2 separate regions of the Sus scrofa genome follow, and region 2 is linked to region 1. A link is a contact called in public Hi-C data. All regions are on one chromosome and are shown on one strand. Each heading gives the region's core, a stretch centred on a gene start, on an enhancer-like site or on the middle of the called end of the contact. The rest is flanking DNA. Distances are from core to core; before and after follow the strand shown.

The links. A called contact is a pair of places that touch in the nucleus more often than the background predicts.
Region 2: a contact with region 1 is called in a Hi-C map of fetal liver, with 4 times the contacts expected there. The contact joins the enhancer-like site here to the promoter of LOC110255287 in region 1. A contact is called at or near these places in 6 of 47 Hi-C or Micro-C datasets (blood, fetal heart ventricle, fetal liver and 2 more) and 1 of 2 datasets of contacts at active chromatin or transcription factors (alveolar macrophages).

Annotation. Positions count from the first base shown.
Region 1 is chr6:56,484,527-56,491,197 of Sscrofa11.1, forward strand. It overlaps LOC110255287 (cationic amino acid transporter 3-like), which reads left to right and starts at 1,816. Exons shown (of 17, transcript XM_021094915.1): 1 at 1,816-1,954; 2 at 2,133-2,316; 3 at 2,514-2,680; 4 at 2,957-3,065. It also overlaps the pseudogene LOC100620251.
Region 2 is chr6:56,548,822-56,555,413 of Sscrofa11.1, forward strand. LOC100626318 (cationic amino acid transporter 3-like) reads left to right here. Exons shown (of 12, transcript NM_001244165.1): 2 at 1,848-2,244; 3 at 2,801-2,959; 4 at 3,982-4,159; 5 at 4,360-4,472; 6 at 4,638-4,860; 7 at 5,034-5,173; 8 at 5,267-5,369; 9 at 5,549-5,748; 10 at 5,945-6,111; 11 at 6,383-6,491. The coding sequence starts at 1,872. Among named protein-coding and RNA genes, the nearest start is that of DPRX, 16 kb to the right of the region's middle. Within about 2 kb of position 1,365, at least 4 of the 83 cell types and tissues checked have an H3K27ac peak or open chromatin away from gene starts, as enhancers often do. A contact at or near this core is called in fetal liver, where this site is marked.

The sequences.
Region 1 (6,671 bases), core at 566-3,065:
ACCTGCTGACCATAATGGGAACTCCTTTGAAATCATTGTTGGATGTTGACTAGCGTCCCTAGAGTTTGCTCCCAACTGTGACAGTCAGAATGTCTCCAGATATGGGCACATCTTCCTCAGGGGACAAAATCTCCCCAGCTCAGAATCACTGATAAAATGACAAGTTTCCTCCGCTATATTGAGAACAAGGATATTCTTTGAAAGAAAAGGAGATTCTCAGAGGAAGAACTAATGTACTATTTGTCTCAGCTTCATTGAGATATCATTCACATACCACATTGTCTTAGTATGTTATACAGCATGATTATTCGATAGATGTATGTATTGTGAGATGATTGCCATGATAAGAAATGAACCCTCTTGGAGTGTACAAGTCTGTGGCACTTAGGACAGTCACAGTGTTGCACAACCGACATCTCCCTCTACTTCCAGACATTTTCATCTCCCCCAAAGGCAGCCCTGTACCCATTGTGCATCACTGTCCATCCCCCACCCCACCTCAGGTCCCCAACCCTAAGCCCTTGACCACCGCCCATCCACTTTCTGTCTCTGCGGATTTAATAATTTTGGAGGTTTCACACTTTCCATCTTTCCCACAGGGCTACTGATTCTGGGAGTTCAGGTGACAGAACTGGTTGCCAAAGTGTCCATAGGCTTCAATGTTTTGTTGCTCAGCTTCATGATCCTCTCTGGCTTCATTAAAGGAGACCGGCACAACTGGGAGCTCACAGAACAGGACTACAAACTGGCCACATCTGGATCCTCTGACAGTATAGGTTAGGAGGGTCCTTTTGCCCCTAGTCCTGCTTAGAGGGGGCTGCAGATGTGGGAATACGAGGGAACGCAAGAGACCTGGGCTGATGGATCCAGATGATGGGGTCCTGGAGCCCAGGTCCTGGGGCATTAACGGAGGAGTCCAAGAGATGTCTGAACAGCCTCCCCCACACTCTTCCCCATCCCTTCTCTCACCACAGCCTGGGCCCTCTGGGTTCTGGAGGGTTTGTGCCCTTTGGCTTTGAAGGGATTCTCCAAGGAGCAGCAATGCCTTTCTACTCATACTTTGGTCTTAATGCCATTATCACTACAGGTAACATGGTCATTTGGGCTGCCCTTGAGCAATGGGGTTGGCAGTTGATGAGGCTGCTTTTGGAGGTGGGAGGGGGAAGAATATTGAATGGTTTCACAGTGTGTTTTCCTGACCTGATGCTCCCACCATCCTGCAGGGAGAGAAACCACCAACCCTCAGCGTTCCATCCCTTGGAGCCTAGTAATCGTCATCTTCTGCTGCATTTTGGCCTATTCTGGTGTCTCAGCAGCTCTCACCCTCATGGTGCCCTACTACCAGATTCATCCTTACAGCCCCTTGCCGCAGGCTTTCCACCATGTTGGGTGGGCTCCTGCCGGATACTTTGTGGCTGTTGTCATCCTGTGTGCTCTTTTTTACAGGTCAGTGTCAAAGCTTTCTCTCCATGTACCGTCAGATGCTCAGGCATCCTCTCTCTTGGGATCGAGGGACAAGAGGGAAAGCACCTCACCCCATGTGGGACCAGGGAGCAGAAACCGGAGCTGTCCTGCTTCCCTGCATCCTCACACGTGTTCCCATTATTGTCTTTTCCAGCCTCCTGCTTGTCATGTTGACCATGTCTCAGTTGATTTGTGAAATGGCAGAGGATGGGCTCCTTTTCCAGGGACTTGGCCAAATCTATGCTCGAAGAGGCACTCCCCTCGTGGCCGTCCTGGTTTCTGCAATTCTTTCAGGTCCATAAACACAACCCAGTTCTTCTTGGATCAATTTCTTTAGCTTGGATATATCCAGTGGCTTCTCACTCCCTCCCCCAACCCTCGTTCTAGGGATCCTGGCAGTGCTTTTCGAGATCTTTCATCTTGTGGAACTCTTGTCAGTTGGGGCCCTGTTTGTTTACTTCCTCGTGACTTTTTCTGTCCTGGTCCTCAGGTGAGACTCCACTACACCTTGATTGGGGTCTTGGTCTCATGGAGGTTGACAGTATGATCCCCTCCTGCTGCTTCCTAAATGTCCTGCTGGGCTTGAGTCAGGAAAGCAGTGGACTAGGCTGTCTGATGCTGGATGCATAGGGGCAGCTGTTCATGTTACCTTTATACCTCTAATTCAGGTACCAGCCAGACCAGAGCTTCAGCAAGAAGGAGAAAGTAGAGGAGGAAATTGAGATGGAGCCAATAGTTCAGTTAAATCCTTCACAACTGTTTCTGAAGCATGAACCTCAAACCCTATATCGAGACACCTCACCCCCACTCTGAAGTCTGGTCAGATAGTCTATGGAGGCACCTTCCTGCTGGGTGAGCACTGGGACTTCACTTTGGTCACCTTCTGAGATGGACAGGATGGGCATGGAGTGTCTGGGCTGGCAGCTGAGGAGTCTTGCAGATGTGATGGCCCTTCCTGGGGTGGGCAGTGTGGGGGAGGGGTGACCCCAGGTCTTGGCCCATTTGGCCTCTGGAGTTGAGCCTGTTGTCCTCCCCCTTGACCCATGCAGTTTTCCTGCTGACCATCCTGAGCCTGCTTCTGGCCCTGTGGCCCAGCCGCGTGTTCTCTGGAGACCCCGGGTTCACAGCAGGGGCTGTGCTGCTGCTGCTGCTCATTGCGGGGATCACCGCCATCAATTGGAGGCAGCCCCAGAACCCTTCTCCTCTTCCCTTCAGGGTAGGTGACCTTATGTGCCCAGCTGTCCAGGCTGAGTGGCTGAAGTCGGCATGCTTTGAGGTGAAGCCTCCTTTGCTGGACCAGGGAAGGGGGGGACTTGCTCAAACCCATGGACCTTCCCTGGTCCCACCCAGTGCGTCCTCCACCCACCCCCAGTCTCAGTGGGCCCTGAGTGCACAGCCTGAGGAGGACTGGGGTCTCCTTGCCCACGTGGGGGAGGGGCCTCCCTCTTCAATATGGGTGCTGTGTTCAGGGAGTCACTGACTTTGCCCCCAGGTCCCTGCTCTGCCCGTGCTCCCAGTGCTGAGCATCTTTGTGAATGTCTACCTGATGATGCAGATGTCCTCTGTGACCTGGGCCCAGTGTGGCATCTGGAATGCCATGGGTGAGTGGCCCTCTGGGATGAAGAGGCCTCTTGAGGGACAGAACCCAACCCCGTTCCTAACGACCTCTCCCCACAAACTGTGTCAGATGCCATAATAGGAGACCTACTGGGCATTTGTAAGTGGGAAGAGGGTCTGCTTTTCCTTCTCCTATTCTCATTTCCCTACTAGGACTGGCCATATAGTTTGCATATGGGATCCAACACAGCTTGGAGGAAAAGAGGGATCCACAGCCTCCAGCCTCCACCTTTCAGACTCTGCATGAAAGCACCTCTAGTGCTGAATCCTCTTAACCACAGGAAGTAGATGCTGTGTGGTTCCCTCCAATACAGTGTCTGTTTTCTTGTTCAAGCAACACCGTGATCCTCTGTGGGGTATGTGTGGGTTGCATTTGGAGACCTGTTTTCATTGACAGAGGACAAAATCACTTTCATATTGTGTAATTTTTAACTGTACATTTCTTTCTTTCCTTCCTTCCTTCTTTATCTTTTCCTTCCTTCCTTTCTTTCTTTCTTTCTTTCTTTCTTTCTTTCTTTCTTTCTTTCTCTCTTTCTCTCTTTCTTTCTTTCTTTCTTTCTTTCTTTCTTTCTTTCTTTCTTTCTTTCTTTCTTTCTTTCTTTATCTCTTTCTGTCTTTCTTTCTTTCTGTCGTTAGTTCTTTCTGTCTTTCTTTCTTTCTATCTCTTTCTCTCTTTCTTTCTTAAGGATCGCACCTGGGGGATATGGATATTCTCAGGGTAGCAGTGCAATTGGAGCTGTAGCTGCCAAACTATACCACAGCCACAGCAAAGTGAGATACAAACTACATCTATCCCCTACTCGGCAGCTCATAGCAACACTGGATCCATAACTCACTGCGTGAGACCAGGGATTGAACCTGCGTCTTCATGGATGCTAGTCAGATTTGTTTCTGCTGAGCCCGGCCGGGAACTCCTGTAGATTTATTAATGATGGCCATTCAGACCGGTTTGAGGTGGTACCTCCCTGTAGTTTTGATTTGCATTCCTCTAATAATTGGTGATTAGTTGAGCATTTTTCATGTGCCTGTTGGAAATAAATCCCTATGTTTTCTTTGGAGAACTGTCTATTTAGGTCTTCTGCCCATTTTTAAAATTGGGTTGTTTGCCTTTTTTGCTATTGAGGTGTATGAGCTTTTTTGTCTATTTTAGAGAGTAAGCCCTCTTTAGTGGCATCGTTTGCAACTCTTTTCACCCATTCTGTACATTGTCTATTTTTTTTTCCTGGTTTCCTTTGCCTTGCAAAAGCTGATAAGTTTTCTTAGACCCCATTGGCTTATTTTTGTGTTTATTTCTATTGCCTTGGGAGACAATCTATGACACCATTTGTGGGGTTGATGTCAGAGAATGTTTGCCTAGGTTGTTTTCTAGGAGTTTTATGTTGCCTTGTCTTAGGTTGAAGTCTTTAAGGTATTTTGAGTTTCTTTTTGGGCATGGTGTGAGGGTGTGTTCTAGTATCATCGATTTACATGCAGCTGTCTAGTTTTCCCAGCACCACTTGCTGAAAAGACTGTCTTCTCCCCATCTTTTTAATTAAAAACATTAATTATTATTATTATTATTATTATTATTATTTGCTTTTTAAGGCCACATCTGCAGCATATGGAAGTTTCCAGGGAGAGGTTGAATCGGAGCTACAACTGCCGGCCTATGCCACAGCCAGAGCAACTCAGGATCCGAGGCATGTCTGAGACCTACACCACAGCTCACGCACCGCCAGATCCCTGACCCACTGAGTGAGGCCAGGTGAGGAACCGTCATTTCTCCTGGATTCCAGTTGGATCTGTCTCCGCTGAGCCACAACAGGAATTCCTAGAGCAAGATGTTGAGTGTTGGGATAGTGCAGACACAATACACAGTGGGTCTGTGGGCACTCCTTTTTCCCGTTTTATATTCTTGCCTCCTTTGTTGAAGATCAATTGACCTTAGGTGTCTGAGGCCCTAAAAAGGAAAAAAAAAAAGGAAAAACCCCAATCATCTTGGATAACACAGGGTTGCCTCAAACCTTCAATTTGCAAAAAAAAAAAAAAAAAAAAAAAAAAAAAAGAAAAAAAAAAGAAATGCAGTGTCTTCCAAGCCCAGTAAAGCAAGGTGTGCCTGTACACATATATGTTCATATGTTTATGTGTAATTAATATGCATAAAATAGGTACATGTAATTTAAGTACTAAAAAGACACGTGTTACTCTTCCCTGTTCATCTGGAATTCACTGTCTGGCGGCATCGTGTGTGTTTCTTTGCTGTGTCTCTCACCCGTCGGTCTCTGTGTATGCTCTCTGCATTCTCATTTCCTCTTAGAGAGACATTGAGTGCATTGGGTTAGGGGTTATCCCAATGACCTGCTTGTCCTGAATTCCCCCTCTAAGGGCCTGCCTCCAAATACAGACACACTCTGAGGTATGAGGGTTCAGTTTGCAGAACAAAGGACCCTAAATGCCCAAGTGCCCAGCTGGATTGGAGGGAAGACAGGATGATGGGAAATCGGGGTGGGGAAAGAAGGGCCTGAGGGACAACTAGGAACAAACACATGTGGGCAGAACCCATCCCAGGTTTTGCCTTGAGGAACCACATCCAAGAGAAAGCGCCTTACACCAAACACGTGAAACTGGCATGTCATCACCGCTCTTCTAAAGCTTTGGCCAGCTGCCCTGAGCTGCTTTCCTGTCTGGATCCCGAACAGTTATCAGCCCCTTGGGGACAGAAACCCGGGTCTCCACCATGGCCTGGTGTCAATTCTGTCACTCGGGAAAGCTCAACCAATATTTGCAAGGGATCGACTCCATGTAGGAGACTCCTACAAAGGAAGTGGAGGACGCTTAGGACCTGGACTTACTTCAAGCTTACAAGGTTCTTTCTCTCACTTACAGATGTGACTCTGAAGCTTAGTGACAGCCTCCATGGGTTGCCCCATAGAGAGGGGGTCAGTCCAGGCAGTGTACCTCCAGAACCAGAGCCCTTCACTCTACTCTTAAACGACCCTTCCCTTCCTTCCTGTGGATCTTCCACGCCCTCGTCCAGTGCCTAGACATCACCTAATAGCCAGAAGAAGGACAGAAAAACTCCCTGAGGGATTGTTGGCTTGGATGAAGAGCTCAGATTCCTTTCTCACTCAGAACTCCTTCTAGTGGCTGAGATTAAAACCTTTGCATGATAGGAGTTCCCCTTATGATGCAGGTATTAACTACATTAAATATTTTAAAATTAAAAATAAAATGCAATACCACTAGACATGCTCCAGAAGAGCTAGAATGAAAACGATGGGGGAAAAAAAAAAAAGAAACAGGGTTTGGTGGGATGTGGAGTGTGGATATTCTGCTGTTGGAAATAGAAAGAGGTGTCACCTCTTCTAGGTATGTTCCCAACACAGTTTGACCCAAATATGCACGACGACACGTCTACTAGAGGTTCATCTCAGCTCTCCTTGTGGCGGCTCCCCACTGGAGCCGACCAAAAGCCCATGGAGACTGGACGGGGTCAGTCCTTTGTGAGGGATGGACATGATTTCTTCCAGCTTCGATGGGATACAAGTGCCCAAAACGCTGGGTAATTTTTAGGTGGAGACTGTGATGAGCTGAAGTTTTACCTGCCCGCA
Region 2 (6,592 bases), core at 115-2,614, 64 kb after region 1:
GTAGGCTTGTGGCTGCAGCTCTGATTCCACCCCGAGCCCAGGAACCTCGATTGCTGACGGTGCAGCCCCAAAAAGCGAAAAAGACAAAAAAAAAAAAAAAAAAAAAAAAAAGAAAACAAGAAACGCTGTCTTTTGAAGGCTGCTGATCCTATCCCACTGTTGTAGAGACTGCACTGTGTTGGCCTTTTGTTCATGGATGGACACAGGAGCTGCTTCCGTGTGTCAGCTTTGGTGACTAATGCTGCTGTGAACAGGGGTGTCCACAGCTCTCTGAGACCTCTTTCTGTTATTGGAGGGTATCCCCAGAGGAGGAGTGTTGGATTATATGGGAAAGCATTTTTAGTTTTTGGAGGAACCCCCGTCTTTTCTCCACAGAAGCTGCTCCTTTAACATTGATCCTAACAGTGCACGAGATTGGTCAGAAGCATTTGAAAAAGAGGCAAACGGGGGTGCTGAGCAGTACATGACATGTTCAAAGGCACAGGTGTGGGGGCGGAGCCAAGATGCGAATCAGCGTTTCCTGGCTCTTGGAAAGCTTGCTCTTCACCACTGGGCTGAGCTTGGGCTTTGGAGGCTCCGTGGGCGGGAGCTTCCTGAAGATGACTGTGTTCACTGGGTCAGCCTGGCCCTCAGAGCTGGGTAGTGGGGAGACATTGTGTGCCCCAAAGATTAGGAGACAGAATCCTGTCACTTCTGATTGAGAGTGAAGGTGGGACCCTTTCCTGCAGGCAGTTGGGAGACAGACCAGTGTGGATTGATGCCTTGACTGAGCTGGGCTGGAGTCTGTCCCATGTCATTCTGCCTGAACTCGCAGTTCCAACTCCCTGTCACTCTGCAAGCAGTGACACAGAAAGCGGTCCGTTTTCAGAAACCTTGGTGTAGAAAGATGTGGAGTCTCAGTTCTCTCATCACCCAGTCCCCCAAAAGTACTTCGCACATAACAAGGAAGGGAGGGCGTAAGGATGGCAACAATATCCCTTGTTTTATGGTGGAAAGGAGGACGAAGATGGCACATAGTTTGTACACAATCAGACAAGCTGATGCACAGCAGAGCTGAATTGGAACCAGCAGATCTGGTTGACGTGAGTTCTAAAATCATCATTCTTAGCCACTCAGCTTAGGCCAATTAAGCAGTGGCTGTGTGTGCCAGGCACTGTTTTAGAAGATTTGCTCCTGAAGGGGCCGAAATCTTGGCTTTCTAGATTCTTTGGCTGGTCTGGTCATGACATTTACATAGCAGATGGACAAATTTAGTTTGTTAGGTACAGGAGGCCCATAGAAACTCAGAGGCTCAAGGACAGTCAGGCACCTGAGGCTTATATGCTCACACCCTGAGCTTAAGGAGAAGTGGGTGGGGATCTGGGTGTTCCCAGGGAAGGGAGACAGTCCCTAGGAAGCTGGGAGGAGAAATGCTTGGAAAGCAGATATTTGCCCATTTAGTTAGAGACGTCTTTCTGAGATAAAATGTTATCTCCAGAAACAGCTCTCTTCCTGGCATGGGCCGTCTGTCTAAGTTATTGAGCAGTTAAGGGAGAGGCAAGAGCTGTTCCTGAGTCTGCTGTGTCTTCATTGCCTTCAGCTCCAAACAGTGCACGTGTGAAGTGGTGCATTTTGGGGGAGACATAATTCTCTCCCCTCCCTTCTCTGCAAGCAGCCCTTCCAGTAACTTTGAACCATGTGGAAAGTCTTCCTTAGATTTGAAGAAACCAAAGCTCAGAGATGGAGGACGGGCCCCGTGTACCCCTTTACCTGCTGATCCCATAACCCCGTTGCTTTGTGGAGTCAGACTCCCAGGGTCAAGTGTGGATGGACATTCTTGGTGACTTTGGGTCTTGTTTTCTCTTCAGGGAGGAGCCTCCTCAACTCTGTCTATGATGTTGGGTCAGCGTGTTCGCCAATTTGGTGAGAAACTGGTCCGAAGGCGGCCACTGGAGCCGAGGAACGAGTCTGAGATTCCCACACCTCATCTCAACAGCTTCGACCTAGTGGTCTTTGGTGTGAACAGAACCCTGAGGGCTGGTGTGTACATCCTAGCTGGTGCCGTGGCTGTGTATGTAACTGGGCCTGCGATCATTATCTCCTTCTTGGTGGCTGGCTTATTTGCCCTGTTGTCTGGATTCTACTTTGCTGAGTTTGGGGCCCGGGTACCCTGCTGTGGTTCTGTGTATCTCTACAGCTATGTGACAATGGGACAACTGCATGCCTTCATCACTGGCTGGAACATCATACTGCATTTTGTTCTTGGTGAGATGACGCAAGTGGCGCATGCTGTGGGCTTAAGACCAGGGACCTGGGAGAGAGAACTGGGGTCTTCCCTCGTTCATCAGCCCTTTGTCATTGACCTTGTAGAGGGAGTCAGGTCGTCGTGGCAGAATCCCCTCCACCTGCATTCTCCTCAGATCTAACCTGTCATCATAAAATCACTGGAAACCTAGAAGGAGGGGGAAGTGTAGGGAGTGGGTGAGAGGGAGGCACGTCCCACAGGCCCATCCCTCAGCATTTGAAAGGCTTTGCTCAGCTGTTGTCTTCCTGGATTTCCCTGTACCAGTCAAGTGAGATTTCAGCCCTCATCTCCCAGCCCTGCTGGTCCTACTTCCCTGTGGTCTTTTCTTGCATAACCTCCATCTCTTCCTAACATATCACATAGCTAATTTAGTCACCTGGTTCAGTTCCTCTGAGCCCATGAAGTGAAAATTTGAGACAGGGTATTTTGTCTGTTTCTTCCCCCCCAAATCCACTCCAGGGAGTTCGTAGGGGTTCAGTTACTGTCCTTTCATGAATCTACCTTCTGCCATTGCAGCCACCGCCTACTTGACCAGGGCCTGGAGCTACACCTTTGACAGCCTGATTGGGAACCACATCTCGCAGGTGTTAGAGGGAACGTTCTCTGAGCATATGCCCTCGTTCCTGGCCCCATACCCAGACTTTGTTGCGCTGGCCCTGGTGCTGCTGATGGCTGGTAAGAAGGGGTCAGAGCTAAGCTGGGGAGCATGGACTGTGAATGTGGGAGCTAGGGTGGGAAGGGCTTGGGTCCCCAAATGGTGGGGGGATTAGGACTGGAGGGAAAGGGTCAGGAAGGCAGAGCTTAGCCTATTGTTTTCCACCTTTGCAGCACTGACGTTTGCCCACAGGTGGGGGCTGTCCTGTGCTCCACATTGCATGTTTTCTATTTTCCTTTATTTTTTCTGATTTTTGTTTGTTTGTTTTTAATACATGTGTACTGGTGGCATATGGAAGTTCCTGAGGCTAGGATCTGAATCCAAGGCACATCTGTGACCTACACCACAGCTCATGGCAACACTGGTTCCTGAACCCACAGAGTGAGGCCAGGGATCTAACCTGCATACTCTCAGAGGCAACAGTGGGTACTTAACCTGCTGATCCATAATGGGAACTCCTGTAAAATCATTGTTGGATGTTGACTATCATCCCTGGTCTTTGCTCCCTCATATGACACATGACAGTCAGAATGTCTGCAGATGTGGCCACATCTCCGTCACGGGACAAAATCACTCCAGCTCAGAATCACTGATAAAATGACAAATTTCCTCCTCTATATTGAGAACAGGGATATTCTTCTAAAGAAAAGGAGATTCTCAGAGGAGGAACTAATGTACTATTTGTCTCAGCTTTATTGAAATATCATTCACATACCACATTGTCTTAGTTTATGTTATACAGCATGATTATTCGATAGATGTATGTATTGTGAGATGATTGCCACGATAAGAAATGAACCCTCTTGGAGTGTACAATTCTGTGGCACTTAGGACATTCATAGTGTTGCACAATCAACATCTCCCTCTACTTCCAAACATTTTCATCTCCCCCAAAGGCAGCCCTGTACCCACTGAGCATCATTGTCCATCCCCCACCCCACCTCTGGTCCTCAACCCTAAGCCCTTGACCACCGCTAGTCCACTTTCTGTCTCTGTGGATTTAATTATTTTGGAGGTTTCACACTTTCCATCTTTCCCACAGGGCTACTGATTCTGGGCGTTCATGTGACAGCTCGTGTTACCAAAGTGTCCACAGGTATCAATGCTTTGGTTCTCAGCTTCATCATCATCTCTGGCTTCATTAAGGGAGACCTGCACAACTGGCAGCTCACAGAACAGGACTACAAACTGGCCGCATCTGGATCCTCTGACAGCTATAGGTCAGGAGGGTCCTTTTGCCCCTAGTCTTGCTTAGAGGGGCTGCAGATCTGGGAATACGGTGGGAACGGAAGAGACCTGGGCTGATGGATCCAGAAGATGGGGTCCTGGAGCCCAGGTCTTGGGGCGTTAATGGAGGAGTCCAGTAGAGATGTCTGAACAGCCTCCCCCACGCTCTTCCCCATCCCTTCTCTCACCACAGCCTGGGCCCTCTGGGTTCTGGAGGGTTTGTGCCCTTTGGCTTTGAAGGGATTCTCCGAGGAGCAGCTGTGCCTTTCTACTCATTCTTTGGTCTCAATGCCATTGTCACTACAGGTAACATGGTCTTTATGTGTCCTTTCCGGCTTTGCCCAGTTTGGGCTGCCCTTGAGCAATGGGGTTGGCAGTTGATGAGGCTGCTTTTGGAGGTGGAGGGGGAAGAATATTGAATGATTTCACAGCTGTGTGTTTTCCTGACCTGATGCTCCCACCATCCTGCAGGGAAAGAAACCCCCAACCCTCAGCGTTCCATCCCTTGGAGCATAGGGATCTTCATCTCCATCTGCTTTTTGGCCTATTCTGGTGTCTCAGCAGCTCTCACCCTCATGGTGCCCTACTACCAGATTCATCCTTACAACCCCTTGCCGCAGGCTTTCCACCATGTTGGGTGGGCTCCTGCCGGATACTTCGTGGCTGTTGTCATCCTGTGTGCTCTTTTTTACAGGTCAGTGTCAAAGCTTTCTCTCCATGTACCGTCAGATGCTCAGGCATCCTCTCTCTTGGGATTGAGGGACGAGAGGGAAAGACACCTCACCCCAGGTGGGAGCAGGGAGCAGAAAGCAGGTCTGTCCTGCTTCTCTACATCCTCACACGTGTTCCCATTATTATCTTTTCCAGCCTCCTGGTTGTCATGTTGACCATGTCTCGGTTGATTTGTGCAATGGCAGAGGATGGGCTCCTTTTCCGGGGACTTGGCAAAATCTACGCCCGAAGAGGCACCCCCATCGTGGCCATCCTGGTTTCTGCAATTCTTTCAGGTCCATAAACACAACCCAGCCCTTCTTGGATCAAAATCTTTAGCTTGGATATATCCACTGGCTTCTCACTCCCTCCCCCAACCCTCGTTCTAGGGATCATGGCAGTACTTTTCGAGATCCATCATCTTGTGGAACTCCTGTCAGTTGGGGTCTTGCTTGCTTACTTCCTAGTGGCTTTTTCTGTCCTGGTCCTCAGGTGAGACTCCACTACACCTTGACTGGGGGTCTTGGTCTCATGGAGGTTGACAGTATGATCCCCTCATTCTGCTTCCTAAATGTCCTGCTGGGCTTGAGTCAGGAAAGCAGTGGACTAGGCTGTCTGATGCTGGATGAATAGGCGCAGCTGTTCATGTTACCTTTATACCTCTAATTCAGGTACCAGCCAGACCAGAGCTTCAGCAAGAAGGAGAAAGTAGAGGAGGAAACTGAGATGGAGCCTATAGTTGAAGGAAATCCTTCACCATCTGTACCTGAAGCAGGAACCTCAAACCCTCTAAAGAGTCTGTGTAACCCTATCAGCACCACCCCGACTCTGAAATCTGGCCAGATTGTCTATGGATGTGCCTTCCTGCTGGGTAAGCCTGGGGACTCCTCTTTGGTCATCTTGTGAGATGGACAGGATGGGCAGGGAGTGGGTGTGCTGGCAGCTGAGGAGTCTTGCAGATGTGATGGCATCTTCCTGGGGTGGGCAGTGTGGGGAGGGGTAACCCGAGGTCTTGGCCCATTTGGCCTCTGGAGTTGAGCCTGCTGTCCTCCCCTTGACCCTTGCAGTTCTCCTGCTGACCATCCTGAGCCTGCTTCTGGCCCTGTGGCCCAGCCGCGTGTTTTCTGGAGACCCCGGGTTCACAGCAGGGGCTGTGCTGCTGCTGCTGCTCATTATGTGGATCACTGTCATCATTTGGAGGCAGCCCCAGAACCCCTCTCCTCTTCACTTTAGGGTAGGTGACCTTATGTGCCCAGCTGTCCAGGCTGAGTGGCTGAAGTCGGCATGCTTTGAGGTGAAGCCTCCTTTGCTGGACCAGGGAAGGGGAGACTTGCTCAAACCCATGGACCTTCCCCGGTCCCACCCAGTGCTTCCCCCCCACCCCTGTCTCAGTGGGCCCTGTGTGCACAGCCTGAGGATGACTGGGGTCTCCCTGCCTACGTGGGGTGGGGCCTCCCTCTCAGCTGTGGGTTCTGTGTTCAGGGAGTCACTGGCTTTGCCTGCAGGTACTTTCTTTGCCTGTCTTCCCACTGATCAGCATCTTTGTGAACATTTACTTGATAATACAGATGACTACTGGGACTTGGGCCCAATTTGGCATCTGGAATGCTGTTGGTAAGTGACCTTCTGGGATAAAGAGGTCTCTTGCGTGTCTGAACCCAACCTTCTTCGTAAAATCTCCCCCAAACTGTGCAGACGCTGTACTAGGAGTCCTC